2 separate regions of the Mus musculus genome follow, and region 2 is linked to region 1. A link is a contact called in public HiChIP or PLAC-seq data. All regions are on one chromosome and are shown on one strand. The core of a region is the stretch at or near the end of the contact, and the rest is flanking DNA. Distances in the headings are between cores, read along the strand shown. Region 1 holds the start of Ubl3 (ubiquitin-like 3). Region 2 overlaps Hsph1 (heat shock 105kDa/110kDa protein 1).

Region 1 (3,958 bases), core at 421-2,920:
CTTCGTTCTGCCAACTTCTGCTTCTTGCCTTTCAACAGCACTTAGGTCTGTCAGAGCCATGGTGGGTGGTGGGGAGGGGGAAGGAGGCTGAGGAGAGTAGGCGTGGCATGGGAAAGGGGGCTGAGAGTAGGTGTGGCATGGGGAATTAACGTGGTAAACATCTTTAAATGGTAATGCAGTACTCCTTCAGAATCTGTTGGTGGACTGAAAAGCTTCAGTTGTTTGGATTTCCAGAAGGGTTCATGGTGGGGAAGGGTTCTGTGCTTATTAAACACACACGGAGAGAAACTACATTAAGAGTAGAAAACCATGGAACCCACAGATGCTGAAATAGGGAAGCCACATTGGGGTGAGCCTGGGCCTCTGTTTTCCTCTACGTTTGGATTCTTAGGGAGTTGGGTCTGTGATGTAGGCTCCTAGGAGTGTATGGAATGCCTTCAGCCAGGCCGCCACTCAAGAGACAAGTAGGTCCTCTGAAGTGTCCCGTGAGTTCCCGTCCGATGAGGGAACACGTGACTGGGGAGATGGTTCTGGGGAATGACGCAGGCTCCTAGACAACAGGGACTGCATAGCTCACGTCTGAACTCTCAGTGGCCGCAGAGCCTGTGGTGCACCTGTGCGTCGAGAGAGAAAGAGGATGAGTAGCCACCGTTCACGTCAGAAGATGTGCTGTTATTTACAAAACGATGTATGTGCCATGCATGAAATCATCCTTAACAGCACCCAGACTTTAGCCCTGGAAGGTAGGCAAGGCTGCCTTTAGGTGAGGTCACAACTGTAGGTGGGTGTAATAGTATCGTGTGGAGACTGCCCTTCCGAAAGGTCTGAGATATGAATAAGGCTCAACTGAATACTTGTGGTTTCTGTATTCTGATCCTAGATCCGTGGTAGACATTATTTTTTCACCTAAATATTCTAGCATCGGCATTATATTATGCTGTTTTAAATTCACAATACAATTACGTCACCGGGTCAAACAGGGGCTAGGCTGGGAAGTGGTGAATCTACATGTAGTCTCCACTACCACTATATAGTTTCTGGTCATTTCAATTAAGCGGATTGCAGCTTTATGGCCCTAGGACTTCAGGAAACGTGTGTTCAGACATTGCCTCTGCTTCACAAGAGTCTTGTTTCTGTTGAACTTCCACGGCCTTATTGGAAATCAATGATTGTTTCTGATCTTCAAACTGTCATGTTGAGGAGACCTAAAGATTAACTCACTCAATAAAATGGTTTGAGATTGCAGGATGTGGAGAACTTGCAATGATTAAAACACATGCTTCTGCACCACGGTGTGTCCTATTTTAACTGTGTCTACACAGTGCGCGAGGGAATTTCTCCGTGCAAGTTGTTTTCCTCCAACAATCCGCGTGATCATGGCATTTCTGGACACAGGTAGGGACTGACTCCAGAGCAAGAGCCTCTAAACTGAACCGAGACAAGGGCGCTATCCTTTCCTAGCAACTGTTGCTATGCGGGGGCGTGGCATCGATGCGGGCAAGGACGCCCCGGAGGCCCCTTCCCCTCACCTGCACAAACTACATTTCCCATGATGCTCCGAGAGGGCTCCGTTGTGACGAACGGAACAAGCGCAGACGGGGGCGGGGGAGGTGGGGGGCGCTATTCCCAAGTCGGCTCTCGGGCACCAGCAGGGGCCACCGCCGCCATGTTGGGCTGAGGCGATGACAGGAGGCGGCCGGGGCGTGTGGGATTGAGAAGTGGAGGAGGAGGCGGAGAGTCAGGGCTCTGAGGGGGAGCTGTTCCCAAGCTAAGGGAGGAGCCCCCGGAAGACGCTGCGGAAGGCAGGCAGCGAGGCGGAGGCGGCCGGAGCCCAGACGCGATGCGGCCCGACCGGCGCGGCTGCGCTGAGGCGCCCGCGGCCTGAGCCCCCCCGGCGCTGCGCTCGGTTCGGCTCGGCCCAGTTCGGCTCGGCTCGGCTCGGCGGCTGGCGAGGTCGATGCCCTTGAGCGCGGCTGCGCGCAGCCCGGCTGTGCGGCCCCGCGGCGCGCGCTGAGCTTCTCGGCGGCCCCGGCCGCTTTCAGCTCGGCGCTCGATGTGTAGCCACATAGTTATCTGTACACTTCGTCGCCGGGGCTTTAATGAGGACCTGAGTCGCGAGCGCGTGTGAATCACCGCCTGGGCCGGGGAAAGAGGACGGCGCATTTAACCCCCTCCCACCCCGCTCCATGTCCGTGTGTCACTCGGCTCTGTCCACCTGGCGCGGCGGGTCCTGGAGCTGCTACTGCTGCTGACGATCGGCTCCCCTCGCGCCTCTCGCCCCAGAAGCTCTTGTGCTCCCACGTAACTTCTACTTTTTTTTTTAATTTTTATTTTTTTTTTCATTTTTGGGAAAAGCTCAGCACAAACCGATCAGAATTGTGAAGGTTCTTTTTTATTTTTTCCGTAGTTCCAGCACTTCTGCTCTTGCTTTTTGTTTTGTTTTCTGCGTAAACCTCTGGCCCACTCTCAAAAGGCAAGATGTCCAGTCATGTCCCGGCGGATATGGTAAGTGAACGATAAGTTCCGACGTTCGGATTGTAGTGTGGTTTCCAATCTTATTTAATCGGAAGACGACGCTGGCGTCGGGGCGAAGGTTTCTGGGGCCCGGCGGGGGTGAGAAATGGGGGGCACTTCTGGAAAAGCCAATCTACTTGGCTTTGGAGAAGTTGGCTCTTCTGCCCCCCTCCCCCCTTTTCTTTTAGGAAGCACTGGTTTTTGGTGTGGTTTTGCAGCTTTTTCTTTCTTTTTTTCTTCTTCTTTTTTTTAAAACCACTGGGAGTCACTGGTTCGGTTGTGTTTCCTAAGTCGCCGGAGGCAGGGAAATGCAGTGGAAGCGGAGGAAATTCCTTCCCGATTGCTAGAAGGCTTTCAAGGCTTGGATTTAAACGCTTCGGGAAAACGTCAAGGGCTGTGTGGACACGGCCGGGGACGGGCGGCGAGCTGGATACCTAGGGTAGGAAGAGGCTGTCTGGCTCAGTGACAGACAAGATCGTTCAGACGTAGGTGCACACTTGATACATTTCAGGGGCAGCGGCGCACCTCTTTGGAAAAAGTCTTGCTGTGAGCCCTTCGAAACGTCTAGCTGAACGAACAGCTATGACAACCGGAGCTATTTAAATGTTTTTCAATTCTAGGTTTATGGCGTAAAGCGTCCTTTTTAAAATATAGATATTCCAAGGTTTCTTGGTACCAAGTAATTAACAGTTTTGCATTTTAGGTTTTTGTTTGTCTATTGTTTGTTTTAAGCCAGTTAAGCATGTTTATTGAGCCTGGATCACTGGGCGTTGAGAACTGGAAACAAAAACTGCTATTGTTTATTGAGGCTTTTTCCTTTGGTTTCTAAATGTTAGGGTTGCGAGTGTGTTGACTGACAGTTACTGTGTAGCCTTACAGTGCTGAGGGGTGGGTTTGTGGGCGCGTGAAGTGACACTTTGCAGTCCTGAAGGCAGACATAATGCAAGTAACTGGGAGATGAATAATCCTTCTGAAAGAATCGAAGTTAATGTAATCATGCCCACTTATGTCAAGTTGACATTTGAATGTGTATGTATTACAGTGCAGAACCAAGATTGAACTTTGCTAATGGTTGCATTTTTAAAATGTCAAATATTTCTATGGAGAGATGACCTGTTTTACATATTTTTAAAAGAAAAATGACCCTAAATTGTGTATTTTGACCTTGGTTTAAAGGCATTTTGTTTGTTTGATTTTCCACTTAATATGCTGTTCAAATGCAAAGGAACCACTGGGCCTGCCTCCCGGGTGGCCACCGCGCTTGCAGCCTTTGCTTCCGGAGTCTTTAAACTCAGGCTCTGTCCTTTTAGCTGTTCTTCCTTCTTGATGTGTTCAGGGGGAACAGTCTCCTGCCTGCCTGAGTGGCTGCCAAGGTTCCCTTTACACTATTCTCGAAGTTGCCTGGAGAGGTCTCTACACAGAACTGCAAATGTTTCTTCCTCTG
Region 2 (3,958 bases), core at 510-3,009, 1.1 Mb before region 1:
GGGGAGACCAGAAACATCTGCTCTGGAGTCTGTGACATGGGGGACATAAAGAGAAATAGGGATCCTTGTGCCTCTGTGCTGATGTTGTCAGGCAACTGTCTGTTACTCTCTCGCCTCGCCGTGTGACACCACTACAGTGTCACTCAGCAGCACTGTCGCAGCACTGTCCCTTTCCTTCCTCATGTGAAGCTCTGGGTAAATCCAGAAGCACGACTGTGGGAAGGCGACTGGACGGCAGCCTGGAGCCTGGTACGGCGTAGGGAGTGGCTTAGACTTGGGTTAGGACCCTCTAGCCCGACCCGACCCGACCCGACCCCCGGGCTGTGCTGCACTGGGCTTTGGTTGCCACCTGTGCCTGCCATAACTGAGATGATTGCTTTGGAGTTGGGGACACAGTTGCCCTCTGTGACCCAAGCATTGGGTGTATAGATGACCTGGAGCTGGGTTTCTTGAGTACAGCATTATGAGTCAGAAGTGTTGTGCTGAAATTGTGTAAGACCATGATCCCAGTGTCTGTAGTGAGGTCACAGGACCGTAGTTAATGTGAAGGGAGAAGCCAGTGACTTCCCCTGAACTACCTGGGGTCACTGCGGAAATGCGTGCCTGGGGTAAGAACCTCTGAAATAAATAGACTGACTGCCACTAATTGTTGTCCTTTCTGTAAAGGAACATGAGAAGTTCTTGAGGCTTCTAACAGAGACGGAAGACTGGCTGTATGAGGAAGGGGAGGACCAGGCTAAGCAGGCATACATTGACAAGTTGGAAGAGCTGATGGTAAGTCCTGTTCTCCCTAAATGATTCAGCTTGCACGTCAAGCCATAGGTGTTTACTAAAGTGTAAGTCTGGCGATTTACCCTATTCTGTTTTAGAAAATGGGCACTCCTGTTAAAGTCAGATTTCAAGAAGCTGAGGAACGACCGAAAGTGTTGGAGGAGCTGGGGCAGCGCCTGCAGCACTATGCCAAGATTGCAGCGGACTTCAGAGGCAAGGTGGGTGATGCTCTCATCCCAGGGAGTGACCTGACTTAGCCAACATGTGGCCTAGGATCCTTGCTGAATAAATGTTGCTTAGTGAGGAACTGTCGGTGTTTGGGACGATGGTAGACTTGAACTTAGGGAAAGTGGGTCTGAGTAGATAGATGTAGCTCTCAATATTCTCTAGAGTGTCTTGTGTATTTTCTATCCAGGATGAGAAATACAACCACATTGATGAATCAGAAATGAAGAAGGTTGAGAAGTCTGTTAATGAGGTGATGGAGTGGATGAATAATGTCATGAATGCTCAGGCTAAAAGAAGTCTTGATCAAGACCCTGTTGTTCGAACTCATGAAATCAGAGCGAAGGTCAAGGTGAGTGGTGCCAGCTACCGACTGCACTCACTCAGCTTGGCACACCAGTGCCTCCCCTGGACCAGCACTGCCTGCCTTAATTCAGTATTGCCATTTAGAACTGTTCTAGCTACGTCTGTCCTGGTTGGCAGTGTGTCCTTGAACCCTATATTGCCAGCAGTTGTTTGTCCTTTGAGGGAAACAGACATTGAGTGCACAGTCTGTCCTGCTGTGGGATAGAGACCAGCAACACTGTTGTGGAGAGCAGGCAGGTGGGCATTTGACCAGGGATGGCCTGAGAAGAAAACAAAGGGAGTGCTTTTCGTCTGAAATAGTACACACGAACAAGGAAGACCAAGGAGAAGTGGGCCTTCTCAGCCACTTTTAAGTTCCAGCCTCCAAATACAGATATGTCATCTTGAAGTGACTCAGCCTTGAGTCATTGTCCCTTCCTTGTTGTGGAGTTCATAACTCCTGTTTTATGTAGCAGAGATACATTAGCATCTAAGGCTACCTAGCAAGTCCCAGAGAAGCCATAGGAGGCAGTCAGTTGATTAGGAGTCATTGTGATTGATTGATGCAGCTTTGAGAAGAGTAGAACCAGGTAGGAAAGCACTGGGCCAGGGGTGTGAGGAAGTCCTTGAATGAACTAGATGGATATCAGTTATCTTAATGATAACTAATTTTGTTTTTTTAGGAATTGAACAATGTTTGTGAACCTGTTGTAACTCAACCCAAACCAAAAATCGAGTCACCTAAACTGGAGAGAACTCCAAATGGCCCAAATATTGACAAGAAAGAAGATTTAGAAGGCAAAAATAATCTTGGTGCTGAAGCTCCGCATCAGAATGGTGAATGCCACCCTAATGAGAAGGGCTCTGTCAACATGGACCTGGACTAGGCTCTGTGCTGGCTCCCTCCCCCACTTCATGAGATGTGTTTGCCATAGTATGTGATCCTGTATAACAGACTGAGTCTATTTATATTTTCTTTTTTTTAAGACTGTCTAGAAATTTTGTGTATTATGAGGGGAAAAAAGGAAAAGCTTGAATCTGTGTAGTCTCTGACCCTAAGTGAGAATGACTTTGGTGTCAGGGTCCTGTGGAGTTGTGCCCCACACTGAGCTCTGTACAGTATTGCTGCTCATACACTGAGGAGGTGGGGTCGTCTTCTGAGGATATGAACTACACTGCTTGGTCACACGCTGGGATCAGAATCTTAAGCAGTTATTCTTGCCAAGGGTTTTGTTTTGTTTTGCATTTTGCTCTTCATTTCCGCATGTGTGTGGCTGTGGTTGTTTATAAATGAGACTAAGTCTGATTTGCATAAGGGCTTTCAAAAATTAAGTCTGTCCAGTAGAGTGATTTTGCTTTCATTATTACCAAGTCAAGAGTACAACAGAGCTAGTGAACCGTAGCAGCATGCGAAGCAGGGCTGTGAACTATCACCACACAGTGCATTGTCCCGTGGAGGTGTGACACGGGAGACACACGTGTGGATCATGTGATCATTGTGAACACCTCGTGAGCTTTAAAATAAAGTCCACCCTGTGGTGTCATTTCTAAGCTGTTGGCTTTGTCTCCGATCGGCATTGGGAAAAGGAGTCCATCGTAGAGAATAGTGCCTGCTCTCCACATTGACAAACCTGAGCACAAAGTCCCACCCTGGAAAAGCCCTGCTGGGACCTATCGCCATCCTGGTCCTTGTCCTCTGGTGACTGGCTTTTTGGGTGGGTCTGCTAGTGTTCTAGACTATAGTGCCCTACAGCCAAAAACCAGAAGTTAACCTGTAAGTGTTGTCCAGTATTACAAATTGAGAGCTTTGGTGAATTCTGTTCTGAAGTCAATTTAAAATATTTGTGTCATCTTGAGTTCTTTTGTTGTCCTTCAAGGTTTTGCCACATAGTTCTTTGGTCTCAGGTGGTGTGGCTCCCTAGGGCAGGGCATCATGGTGGTTGTGAGCAAGTGGTGGGGAACTTTCTTCACCTTCTGTCAGATGGAAAAACCCATTGCTCCCAGGGTCACCTTGGAAGACACACCTTCCTGCTAAGCCCTGATGGGTTTCCCCAGCCTTGGAAAAGTGCCACCAGCTGGTGACCTCACCCAAACAAAACATGCCGATTGGCTTAGCTGTAGTCTTTGGGCATTGAGAAGCTTAACATCTAATGTGCACTGACACCAGCCTGGAGATTTCCTACCACTGGCTGATTTTGGTAGCTGTAACAAAAGTGCCTGAGGGTCAGCACTTAAAAAGATCCATTTTGGAAGATTAAATACAATTAACATAGCACTAGCTCTGGAAAATCCCCTGCCTGCATCACAAGTTGGTAGATGCAGGGTTGGTGGTGGGGTTATGTACACTGGGAAGCAGGAGCAATTGGATCTCTTGGGGCCAGCCTGGTCTCCACAGAAAAACCCATATGCAAGCACACACAACAATGGTGAATGACCTCAAGGATGGGATGGAGAGAACACTGAGGGGTGCGGGGTGCGTGCTAGGGAGCCAGAAAGACTGGGAGCTGCTAGTCCTGTCCTGCTCTTTGACAACAGTCCTCTCCGGAGTGTGGTCCCCTAAGATGATAACCCCTGAGGGCACTGCCTCTGGGGGCCACATACTTCTCTCTGTTCTAAG

Evidence for each region. HiChIP or PLAC-seq counts read pairs in DNA pulled down with a chosen protein or histone mark.
Region 2: an H3K4me3 HiChIP or PLAC-seq map of bone marrow-derived macrophages shows a contact between it and region 1, with 4 times the contacts expected there. The contact joins the enhancer-like site here to the promoter of Ubl3 in region 1. A contact is called at or near these places in 1 of 39 promoter capture datasets (hippocampal neurons), 1 of 484 Hi-C or Micro-C datasets (the G1E-ER4 cell line), 4 of 115 datasets of contacts at active chromatin or transcription factors (the SCID.adh cell line, bone marrow-derived macrophages, embryonic forebrain and 1 more) and 1 of 9 other capture datasets (liver).

What each region holds. Positions count from the first base shown.
Region 1 is chr5:148,550,500-148,554,457 of GRCm38.p6, reverse strand. Ubl3 (ubiquitin-like 3) reads left to right here and starts at 1,670. Exons shown (of 5, transcript NM_011908.2): 1 at 1,670-2,505. The coding sequence starts at 2,479.
Region 2 is chr5:149,615,777-149,619,734 of GRCm38.p6, reverse strand. Hsph1 (heat shock 105kDa/110kDa protein 1) reads left to right here. Exons shown (of 18, transcript NM_013559.2): 15 at 667-774; 16 at 870-989; 17 at 1,187-1,348; 18 at 2,025-2,890. The coding sequence ends at 2,228. Among named protein-coding and RNA genes, the nearest start is that of Hsph1, 19 kb to the left of the region's middle. Within about 2 kb of position 1,759, at least 35 of the 459 cell types and tissues checked have an H3K27ac peak or open chromatin away from gene starts, as enhancers often do. A contact at or near this core is called in bone marrow-derived macrophages, where this site is marked.